Regions from separate parts of the Rattus norvegicus genome. Here region 2 is linked to region 1. Evidence: chromatin contacts called from public HiChIP or PLAC-seq data. All regions are on one chromosome and are shown on one strand. The core of a region is the stretch at or near the end of the contact, and the rest is flanking DNA. Distances in the headings are between cores, read along the strand shown.

Region 1 (4,781 bases), core at 377-2,876:
CACTCAACTCTTTTCTAGAGACAGGGTTTCTTTGTGTAGTCCTGGCTGTCCAGGAACTCTGTAGACCACGCTGGTCTCCATCTCAGAGATCTACCTGCCTCTGCCTCCCAAGTGCTGGGATTAAAGCCATGTGCTCAGTGACAATTCATTTTAAAGGTGAAGGTCGGAGGTAAGGATACATACCTAAGACCTGAGAGAAATGGTAACTGGCAACAGTTGAGGCTCTCCTTTATAACCTGCGTCTACTTCCTCTTTGAGATACAGAGTTGAAAAATAAGCTAGCTCACCAATTTAAGGGGAACAACAGAGAAGCCAGACTGGAGGTTTGGGAAGATGAATTAAGTGTAGAAAAGCAAATGCTCTTCTTGCAGATACAACCAAAACAGATACTTTAGCATAGAACTCACAATGCACAATGATTTGGGTTATCTTTTTGGTTTGGGTCTAGCCTCTAATTGGCTGAGCCATCTCTCTAGCCAGGTTCTGTTTTGCTTTAGCCAATTGCAGCTGCCCAGGAGCTGGTGTGGAACTGGAAGGATTTAACAAGACTGGCAAGCAAGTGTGAAGGACCAAGGTACAAGCAATGTAAAACGGATTGATGAAATTTAAAAATGGAGGGTTAAGTGAAAAGTGAGCGTAAAAGGGGACAGGCACTCGGGAGGCAGGAACAAAAAGGGTAAATAATTCAAGTCTAGCCTCGGCTATATGATAAAACGCTGTTCCTACGGAGGAAAAAACCTATAAGGATGAATTACAAGTCTTGGTAAGATTGAAGGTTTGAATCAAGGTTCCTAAGTCTAGTTTCTAAGTTTAAGATCGTGGAAAATGGGAACCACCGTTATGCTTTCATTCCTAGCAGGTCATTTACCAAGAAATGTGGGTCACCCCTTGGTATATCTCGAAAGCACATTCCACTCTGACTCCTTTGTCAGGGAAGTTTAACAGACGCGCAAAGTACGGCTCTCACTTCCTCCGCTACCCTATTCACCTGGTCCGCCACTTCTAGCCTAGGGCGGGCTATCTAGAGGGCGGTCCCTCTCAAACTCACTCTTTGGATCCGAGTTGGGCGACGCTAACCGCCGACGAAGCACGTCTTTCCAGTCCATGGCTGACTCCCGCTCAGAGGACCCTACATTTGCGGTTTGTTAACAGCTCCACCCACTACCAGCTGCAACGTCAGACGCCACCAAAACAAGTGGAAGTTAAGAAGGATGCCTGTACGCCATCTTGGGCAAGGGCGGAAGCCTTGGCTATAAAGAAAAAAAAGGAAAGATGTTGTAGCTATTCCAGATACGGCGATCACGCTAACAGGGACGAAATCAGACATGAAATAGATGAAAAAAATTATCCTTCTTAAGGGGGTGTCCCAGCTCAGCAAGTCAGATATTTAAAGGCCAGAAGAAATCTGCGTGACTTCTTCGTTTGGGCATTTGGCGCGTGCGCACCACAGGTGAAGGACTCCATTGGCATTTCCTAATTGAGAAAAGTATTTTCGTCACATTTTTGTTTTCTCTCTGGAAACCTTAACAGTTCCCAAGATGTAATAGACGCTTCCGAAGCTGTACCCAGCCCTCTTGGATACTAAAAATTTCAAAATTACCTTTATCTTCGCCATACTCAACAGAACGCCTGAATTCCAGCCATTCAGGCCCCAGCGGCTCGTTCAGCGCGGTGCCTTGTGGGAATTGTAGTTTTCGCCGCATTTATGGTTGCTTTAAGCTTGAGTAGCGTGGTGTGTTGTTTCATGAAGTGAACTTCGTTTGTCAGCAGTCCGTACAGTTAAGTCTGAACTCTTTCTCAACCTCACTTCCTTCTCTGTGATGTTTATGCTGCATTTCCTTGATTCCCACCCCCTTCTCTGAAGAGTTTTGCGTCCTGGAGAGAGTTGTGAAAAGCAAGGAACCCTAGACTGGCTTTTCTTGCTGCTGCTGGAACTACGGTTGGTGGTTCCTGACTGATTTTATTTATTTTCGTGTTCTCGCTCCCGTGATATCCCGCCCCTCTTCAGGACCGTAGTAATCCGCAGGAGTTAAACTGGGAGGTCCATGTGCTTTTTCTTCAGATTCGAAAATTGGAAGGTAACAGGCACCTCAGGATTTCCGTTCCGTCTTCTGGTTTAGGGATTGCTACTAGTGTTGGATGTCCTTGGATTGTTATTTAATGAATAGAACTCTTGTGCTTTCCTTCACATTAAATCGCTCCAAACATATAATCTTGGCTTGTTTATAAGGGAGAAACAAAAAAAAAAAAAAAATTCAAGAACTGGGCTTCCACTGTCTTCAGCCCTCAATACCTTAATTTTACATAGTGGAGTGAAGCTGTTTTTAGAAGTTGTCTCATTCAACTCACAGCAGAATGACTTTCTATTTGTCTGGTTTTCGGAGCTTTCTGAAACTTTGGAAGAGCAACCCTTATTTTGAACTAGGCCCTGCGACCTCTTCTGCCTCTTTCTTTCTCGGGGTTCACTGTGTCATCGGGAACCAACAGAGATGGTTTTCTGTTAAACCTACCACCCCTCCAAATAGCAAAATACTCAATCTACTGGTTACTAAAGCTAGAACACTCAAGAAAGGAAATGACAGCAATAAACAAGCTTCTTCTGGTCCTCATTATTTTGCTGCTGGAGAGGCTAAGAAGAGGTCCCACCTAAGTGGTAACCCTCAGAATCAAGGTCACACCTTGCCTGTGAAAAGCACTGTCCAACTCCCAACTAAACCTTTGAATTCCGAAGAGTGGGATAAACTTAAAGAAGATTTCAAAGGAAAGGCCAGTTTCGAAGACTTCGTCATTTCACAGATGACACGCAGCTGCAGTTCAGTCGATGTGGCCAAGTCTCTCCTGGCTTGGGTAGCAGCAAAGAACAATGGTATCGTGGGGTATAATTTACTCGTCAAGTATTTATATCTCTGTGTCTTTCATAAGCAGACGTCAGAAGTTATCGATGTCTACGAAATAATGAAAGCCAAGTACAAGAGTTTAGAATCTGGGGGTTACACCCTTCTCATCCGGGGATTAATCCACTCAGACAGATGGAGAGAGGCCTTGTTGCTGTTAGAAGATATTAAAAAAGTCATGGTCCCTTCCAAAAAGAACTATGGTGACTGTATACAAGGAGCCCTCCTTCATCAAGATGTGAACGTGGCTTGGAGTTTGTATCAGGAGTTGGTAGGTCATAATCTCATCCCTCTGTTGGAAACTTTAAAAGCCTTCTTTGATCATGGCAAAGACATGAATGATGATCAGTATTCAAACCAACTCCTGGACATTCTTTTGTATCTAAGGAATAATCAGCTGTATCCTGGAGAGTCATTTGCACACAGTATAAAGACGTGGTTTGAAAGGTAACTTTGATTTTGTATATGTGGTCTGTGTTTTGTTTATTAGTTGCTAAGACTCGTTTTATTCAACTTATGCCTTTTTCTGTCTTGAGATAAGAGTTGTTTCTCCTTTAAAACAAAATATTCTCCTAAGAAAGTAGTAGGGGTAAATTTGTACTACTCTCTACTTGTCACGTAAAAGGAAATTATATAGCACCTTCTGTTTTTATATAAACAGATCTCTTCTTTTTAGAACTATATTTTCTGAGGCGTCTGGCATGAACAACAAGCAACATTATAGCAAGTAAAGGGTTTGTATCTGTGTGTGGGCACAGCATGTGCCAACAATAGAGGTTGACTTAAGGTTTCTTTTTCTTTTTGTTTTTTATTTTTTCAGTCAAATTCCATCTTACTTTTGAGACAAGAGTCTCTCACTGAACCTGGGGCTTAGCATTTTGTCTAGACTCGCAGGTTGCATCTGCCTGTCTTCACACCCTTACTGCTAGGGTTACAGGGTCAGGCTGCTCTGCCAGGCTTAGGTGTGGGTTCTGGGGAATCTGAGCTCAGATCTTGCTTGTGCACCAAGTACTTTACTGGATGATCATATTCTTATTTTCAAAGGTGGCTACTGAAATATGTGCAGTAGGTAGGCTGTAGTCCTGTGTTTCATCAGTTACAGTGATTGGAGTGGATGATGCAGTTCCTGATCAGTTCCGATACTCAAGCATTAAATAGAGAACCATCCTTCCATTTTATTTTGAGTCTTGTCTTGTTTGGCTATTCCCACCTCACCCCTCACCCCCCAACTCTCCTTTGCTTTGACTCATGTTATTAACCACATAAATGTCTACTGCTTCAGTCTATGTCTGCATGTGTGTGTGGCATGCGTGAGTATTTCCGAGACAGGGTTTCTCTGTGTAACCCTGGCTGTCCTGGACATGGTTTGTAGACCAGGCTAGCCTCGAACTCACAGAGATCCGCCTGCCTCTGCCTCCTAAGTGCTAGGATTAAAGGTGTGCGACACCACTACCGGGCTGCTTCAATCTTTGAGCCTCATTTCTTGACCCTTATTTTATTTTCTCTCTTTTTATCATATAGCATGTTTACAGAACTTTCAGGTAGCAGTCGTGTCTAATTATCTTTTCGTACTTACTATCAAAAGAAGAGGAGTCCCAGACAAATCTTCCAATGCCAAAGGGTTCAGGTTTCATTTTGTTTCAAGACACTGGTTTTGGAGTAGAATTTTAGAATTTAGGAAAACATGTGTCGCAATTCTCTGTCGACCAAAATGATGCCAATTTGTAAATTAAAATGTCACCTAGTGGCCCTTTTTCTTATGTGTTTTTTGTATAAGAACTTTTCTGTGAAATATCCTTTCATTGTTTAAGCTTTTGTTTTGGTCATCTTTATTTAGTCTGCATGAAGTTGAAAATTAAGGCATTTTTAAACAACTTTTACTTCATG
Region 2 (4,823 bases), core at 1,568-4,067, 600 kb after region 1:
GAGGCAAAGGCCATGGAGGGGTGCAGCTTACTGGCTCGCTCCCCATGGCTGGCTCAGCCTGCTTTTTATAGCATCCAGGACCACCAGCCCAGGGATAACACCAGCCACAATGGGCTGGGCCCTCTGCCATCAATAACTAATTTAGAAAAGGCCCTACAACTGAATCTTATGGAGGCATTTTCTCAATTAAGCGTCTCTCCTTTCAGGTACCTTTAGTTTGTGTGTGGGTATGTATGTTCGCATGTGTCTGTAGGTATATATGGAGATCAGAGTTTGACGTTGATTGTCTTTCTCTATTATTCTCCTTTGTAGACATTGAGTTTGGGCCTCTCTTGTACCCAGAACTCACTGGTTCAGCCGGTCTTGGTTGTCCAGAATTCTCTGTCCCTGTTTCCTTAGCATTGTGGTCCCATGTAGGCTGCTGTGCTGGCCTGGTCTTTACTTGGATTCTGGTTACACGAACTCCAGTCCTCATATTTTCACAGCAAACACTTTACCCACTGAGCTATCTTTCCAGCTTCTGACAAGAATCTGAGACTTTGGAAGGAATTTAAAGTTAAGATCACAAAACTTATTTTATAAATGACCAGAGATTCTGTGTTTTGTCGAGTTTACTTCTGGGTTATTAGATAAGTGTGGCTTGAATCCATGCCTCTTGCTCTCTCACTTCCTTATGTCTGAGGCTGACCTCGAATTTGTGTCAAATCTCTTGCTGCAGCCTCTGGCGTTAACTACGGTTAAGCCACCCATGCCTGGCCCCCTTTGCTTACCTTTGAACAGCAGAAGCAGAAAGCACCCACTTGAGGACCACTGTGTGCCAAGAGAGTACATGCAAGCTCTGATGCCACACTACTTAACGTTCAAAGCTGAGACCTGTTATCTATTACCCGTATGACCTTGGTGAGGTAGTTTGACTGCTCTGTACCTCAGTTTCCTCCTGTGTAAAATTAACTCTCAGATTTGTTGTGGAGATTAAATGAACCACCTTATTTAAAGTACCCAACAGTGCAAGGCATAAGTAGCCACTAGAAATCTCAGTACTATTTAGCACACACTCTCTGGTTACTGATATAACAAAGATTAACTGGAACCAAGGGCTTTTGCCAACAGCTGTTTTTATTTGATCTGCATTTGAGAAGCGGAACCCAAGACTAGGAGCCAGAATCCCTGCTCTCAGGAAGATGAGGCCATGCAGTGAACTCAAGACCAGCAAGACTCTGTCTGGACAAACATGCTGGTAGTCTCAGATCCTAGCAACTGGCAGGTTGCAACATAATAGCTGCCCACACACAGTAGCTGTGCTTTGCCTTGTATTTTCACACTTGATTAAAACAACCCTTGCTTTCAAGGAACTCACAGTCCTATAGGTAGCCCACGGTGGCTGAATATAGCCTGGTAGGAAAAGAAGAAGAAAAAAAGGACTAAGTACAGATCGTAGTCATTGTCTGGGAGCACGAGAGCATCTGAAATGCGGGAAATGGTGGTGGTGGTGATGGTTTGAATATGCTTGGCCCAAGGTGTGGCACTTTTAGGAGCTGTGGCCCTGTCGGAGTAGGTGTGGTCATATTAGAGGAAGTGTGTCATTATGGGCGTGGTCTTTAAGACCCTCACCCTAGCTCCCTGGAAGCCAGTCTCCTAGCAGCCTTCAGATGAGGATGAAGAACTCTCAGCTCTGCTCCCGCCTTGGTGGTAATGGACAGAACCTCTGAACCTGTAAGAAAAGGAGCAAGCTGAGAAAGGAAAAATATTTAAAGGGGCACCGGGGAGTAGAATCTATGTTCTAGGCTATAACAGATCCTACTCAGCTAAATTTAAGTCAAGGTGTGGTTTAATCCCAAGAGACAGGGCCAAGCAGATCTCTGAGCCAAGGTCAATCTACAGAGCAAGTTCCAGAACAACTAAGCTTCATTCTACTTCCTGATGTCCCTTTAATACTTGAACCATATATTTTGTTGACAAAAAAAATCAACTCATCTAACCCACACAGTGAACTTACCAAGATAACCTGATAATGAGTGAAAGTGGTCAGTTATAAGTTACGATTATTATGGTAGTTACAGCGTCATCCTTGTCTGTGTAATCCTATCTTTGAAAAAAAAAAAGACACCTTTTTAAGTCAAACATTAATTTTTCATCGGAACCTGAAATTAAATCAACGGGTAGCTTCTTCCATTAAAAAAAAAAATGTAAGAATGCAAAATTGAAATACTAAAACTTCCTTTCCCTCTATTTTTTTGGTTGAAAAAATTTCAAGAACAATTATAATTTCTCTGTGAAAATTTACAAAGTACGAATTATTTCCTACATCTACATTTCAATTTAAGTTTATTAGCCGTAATAAAAGTAATACTAATGTAGAAGAGACGATTCTGCAGCCCTCCATGCTCATAGAGTGTGCAAAAACCTTTTCAAGCAAAGGACCTTTTCACATTCTTTTCACATTTTGAGTAGCTGGGCAGATTAAATAACCAATTGGCGGGAAAAGGATAAGTACAGACCAAATCCGCGCAATCTGTTTCTGTTTAGTTTATAAACTGCGTTCCAGTATGCCAGCTTTCCTGCCTTGTGGGACTTGAAGTCCGAAGTTAAAAGTGATTGAGGCAGTTGAACCTTAGAAACCCACAGCCCGTGAAGCTCTGAGGCCTAAGGACTACAACTCCCGACATTCAGCGGAAGGCCGCGCCGTAATCACGGGTAACCAATCGTTCGCTTGCAAGGCAGGCCACGCCTCCAGCTCAGGGACAGTTTTCACCAATGGCTGAGCTCGCAGCGCACAGCCTGCGGGTTAGGTTGTGAGGCTCTGGCCGGGGGTGGGGAGGAGTCGAGGGTTTCGGAGCGAGCGAGGCGGCCGGGTGGGTCGGGGCGTTCGGCGCGCCCTTCTCTGGAGCGGCAGTGGCCGGGCTGGGAGCAGGGAGTGGGAAGCGACGGCGCGGCTGGAAAATGCCGGTCCATTCCCGAGGAGATAAGAAGGAGACGAATCATCACGATGAGATGGAGGTGGACTACGCGGAGAACGAGGGGAGCAGTTCCGAAGACGAGGACACCGAGAGCTCGTCGGTCTCCGAGGATGGGGACAGCTCAGGTGCGCGACTCAGCTGGGCGGGGATGCCGGGTCCCTTGAGCCGGGCGCGCGACAGGCCGCGGTGCTCACGCCGGGCGGCGCGTCCTGCTGGGAGCGCGGGGCGGGGAGATGGGGAAGGGGCGGGGACTGGCTTGGCCTCTGGCACCCGGAGCTGCGGGGCGCCGCGGGCTCCAGCTCCCGGTCCCGGGAAGGCTGAGCGCCTGCGGGCTTTGGGGACCCCAGGCGATTCTGTGCACCGTGGGACCCGCCCTAGGGTCACCTGGCGGTACCCTGGGGCTACCGACTGGGGAGTGGAATGTCCGGCTTGCTGATCTGGAAGACTGGAAATGCCCTTTAATTCATACCACCGACCCTTTACTAGTAGTCTCCCCAACCCTTGTCTGCATGTGTGCGGACTGAGGATAGATTTGCCTTGGTCCTTGGCGGGCTTGAAACTCATTAACCTTCACTTGCAGATCAGCCTGTCGCTAGTACTGTCATCAGAGGTCTCGAGGGGATTGACTTGGGAACTCTCCGGTTCTTTGTAGCTCTCTAAAGTTTTCAAGACCGACAAAGGACCAGCCTGAGGAATAATTTCAAATCATTGTCAGGTTTTAATCAGGACCATGTGGGCAGTGTTGACATTCCCAGAATCTTCAAGCGATGATTATTTTGTAACTTCGGGCGATTTCTTCTGCGTCTTTAATACTTGTTATTCCAACATATGACAGACTGAGAATGACTTCTTTGTCTAACCCTGGTTTGGCCATGAAAAGGGAAGCATTGATAATAGGTTAATGACAGTGTGGTATCATTCCACACTTTTTTTCTAGGTTTGTCTGTCAGAGTATACTTCTTAATGGAAGAAGGTAATGTCAATAAGTCAGCCATCCAAAAGTAAATATTTATGAGGGAGAGTTTTCACTCAGCACGAGGCAAACATTTATAGTTATTTTATCTCGGTTGAAGAACAGTATTTTGCTTACTCAATAGGACTTTTGAACACATGAATTCATTGTAGTTATGGCAGTGTGCACAAGACCTGGGCAGGCTCAATCCGGACAGAAATCCCAATAGGGTAGAGGTGGGCATGGTAGTTCCACCACTAGCAGAGCTAAGGGCATTTGTTAGTATGACCCTTGGTAGGTCAACCACACATCAGGGCAGGCAAACCAGATTGAACGCCATAGTTTTACAAAAAAGAAAAAGTAGAGGACTTGGAGTTGGGCGAATAGGGGGATGGCGGTGGTTCAGATTAACATTTTCAAAGAACTGATAAAAATATTTTAAAAGCTTGTTGTAAGTTACCACTTGATTAAGTTGCTAAACAAACAATTGAATGTACATAATGCTGTTGTTAGGAGCAGAGGACAGACTCTAGAACTACGTGGTCAGCACATTTAGTGGGGAAAGAGCCACTGTGTTGTTTTGAAGAGTTTGGGTTGGGATAGTTAAGGTGGAAAGTTCATATAGGAGAAGGAATGTAAGAAAAAGTGCAAAGGGCGGAGTTCAAGGCTTATAGAAGGATGAGAAAACAAGTTTGGTTGGGAGACCAAGAAGCTTGAAAAGGCAAAGAATGATGTAGACGTGAGAGATTTCAAAGAAGACAAAACCCAGACTCGGTGGATACAAGTTTAGGAGTGAGGTAAGAGGAAGCTCAGATACAGGGAGAGATGTGGGTAGCATCACAGCTAACCAAAAAATAAAATATGGAAATGAAGATAGAAGATGAAGTATTTTGAGCATATTGCTGTTCAGCTTG

The links. HiChIP or PLAC-seq counts read pairs in DNA pulled down with a chosen protein or histone mark.
Region 2: a contact with region 1 is called in an H3K27ac HiChIP or PLAC-seq map of oligodendrocytes, with 12 times the contacts expected there. The contact joins the promoter of Brms1l here to the promoter of Ppp2r3c in region 1. A contact is called at or near these places in 3 of 12 Hi-C or Micro-C datasets (the A7r5 cell line, hepatocytes and mammary epithelial cells) and 1 of 1 datasets of contacts at active chromatin or transcription factors (oligodendrocytes).

The regions. Positions count from the first base shown.
Region 1 is chr6:78,404,300-78,409,080 of GRCr8, forward strand. Ppp2r3c (protein phosphatase 2, regulatory subunit B'', gamma) reads right to left here and starts at 1,627. Exons shown (of 14, transcript NM_001014196.1): 1 at 1,601-1,627; 2 at 1,049-1,250. The coding sequence starts at 1,106. It overlaps Prorp (protein only RNase P catalytic subunit), which reads left to right and starts at 1,843. Exons shown (of 7, transcript NM_001106730.2): 1 at 1,843-3,341. The coding sequence starts at 2,356.
Region 2 is chr6:78,998,986-79,003,808 of GRCr8, forward strand. It overlaps Brms1l (BRMS1 like transcriptional repressor), which reads left to right and starts at 2,818. Exons shown (of 10, transcript NM_001395086.1): 1 at 2,818-3,082. The coding sequence starts at 2,941. LOC102546497 (a long non-coding RNA gene) reads right to left here and starts at 2,635. Exons shown (of 4, transcript XR_005505941.2): 1 at 2,499-2,635; 2 at 1,997-2,086; 3 at 1,612-1,711; 4 at 1,099-1,392.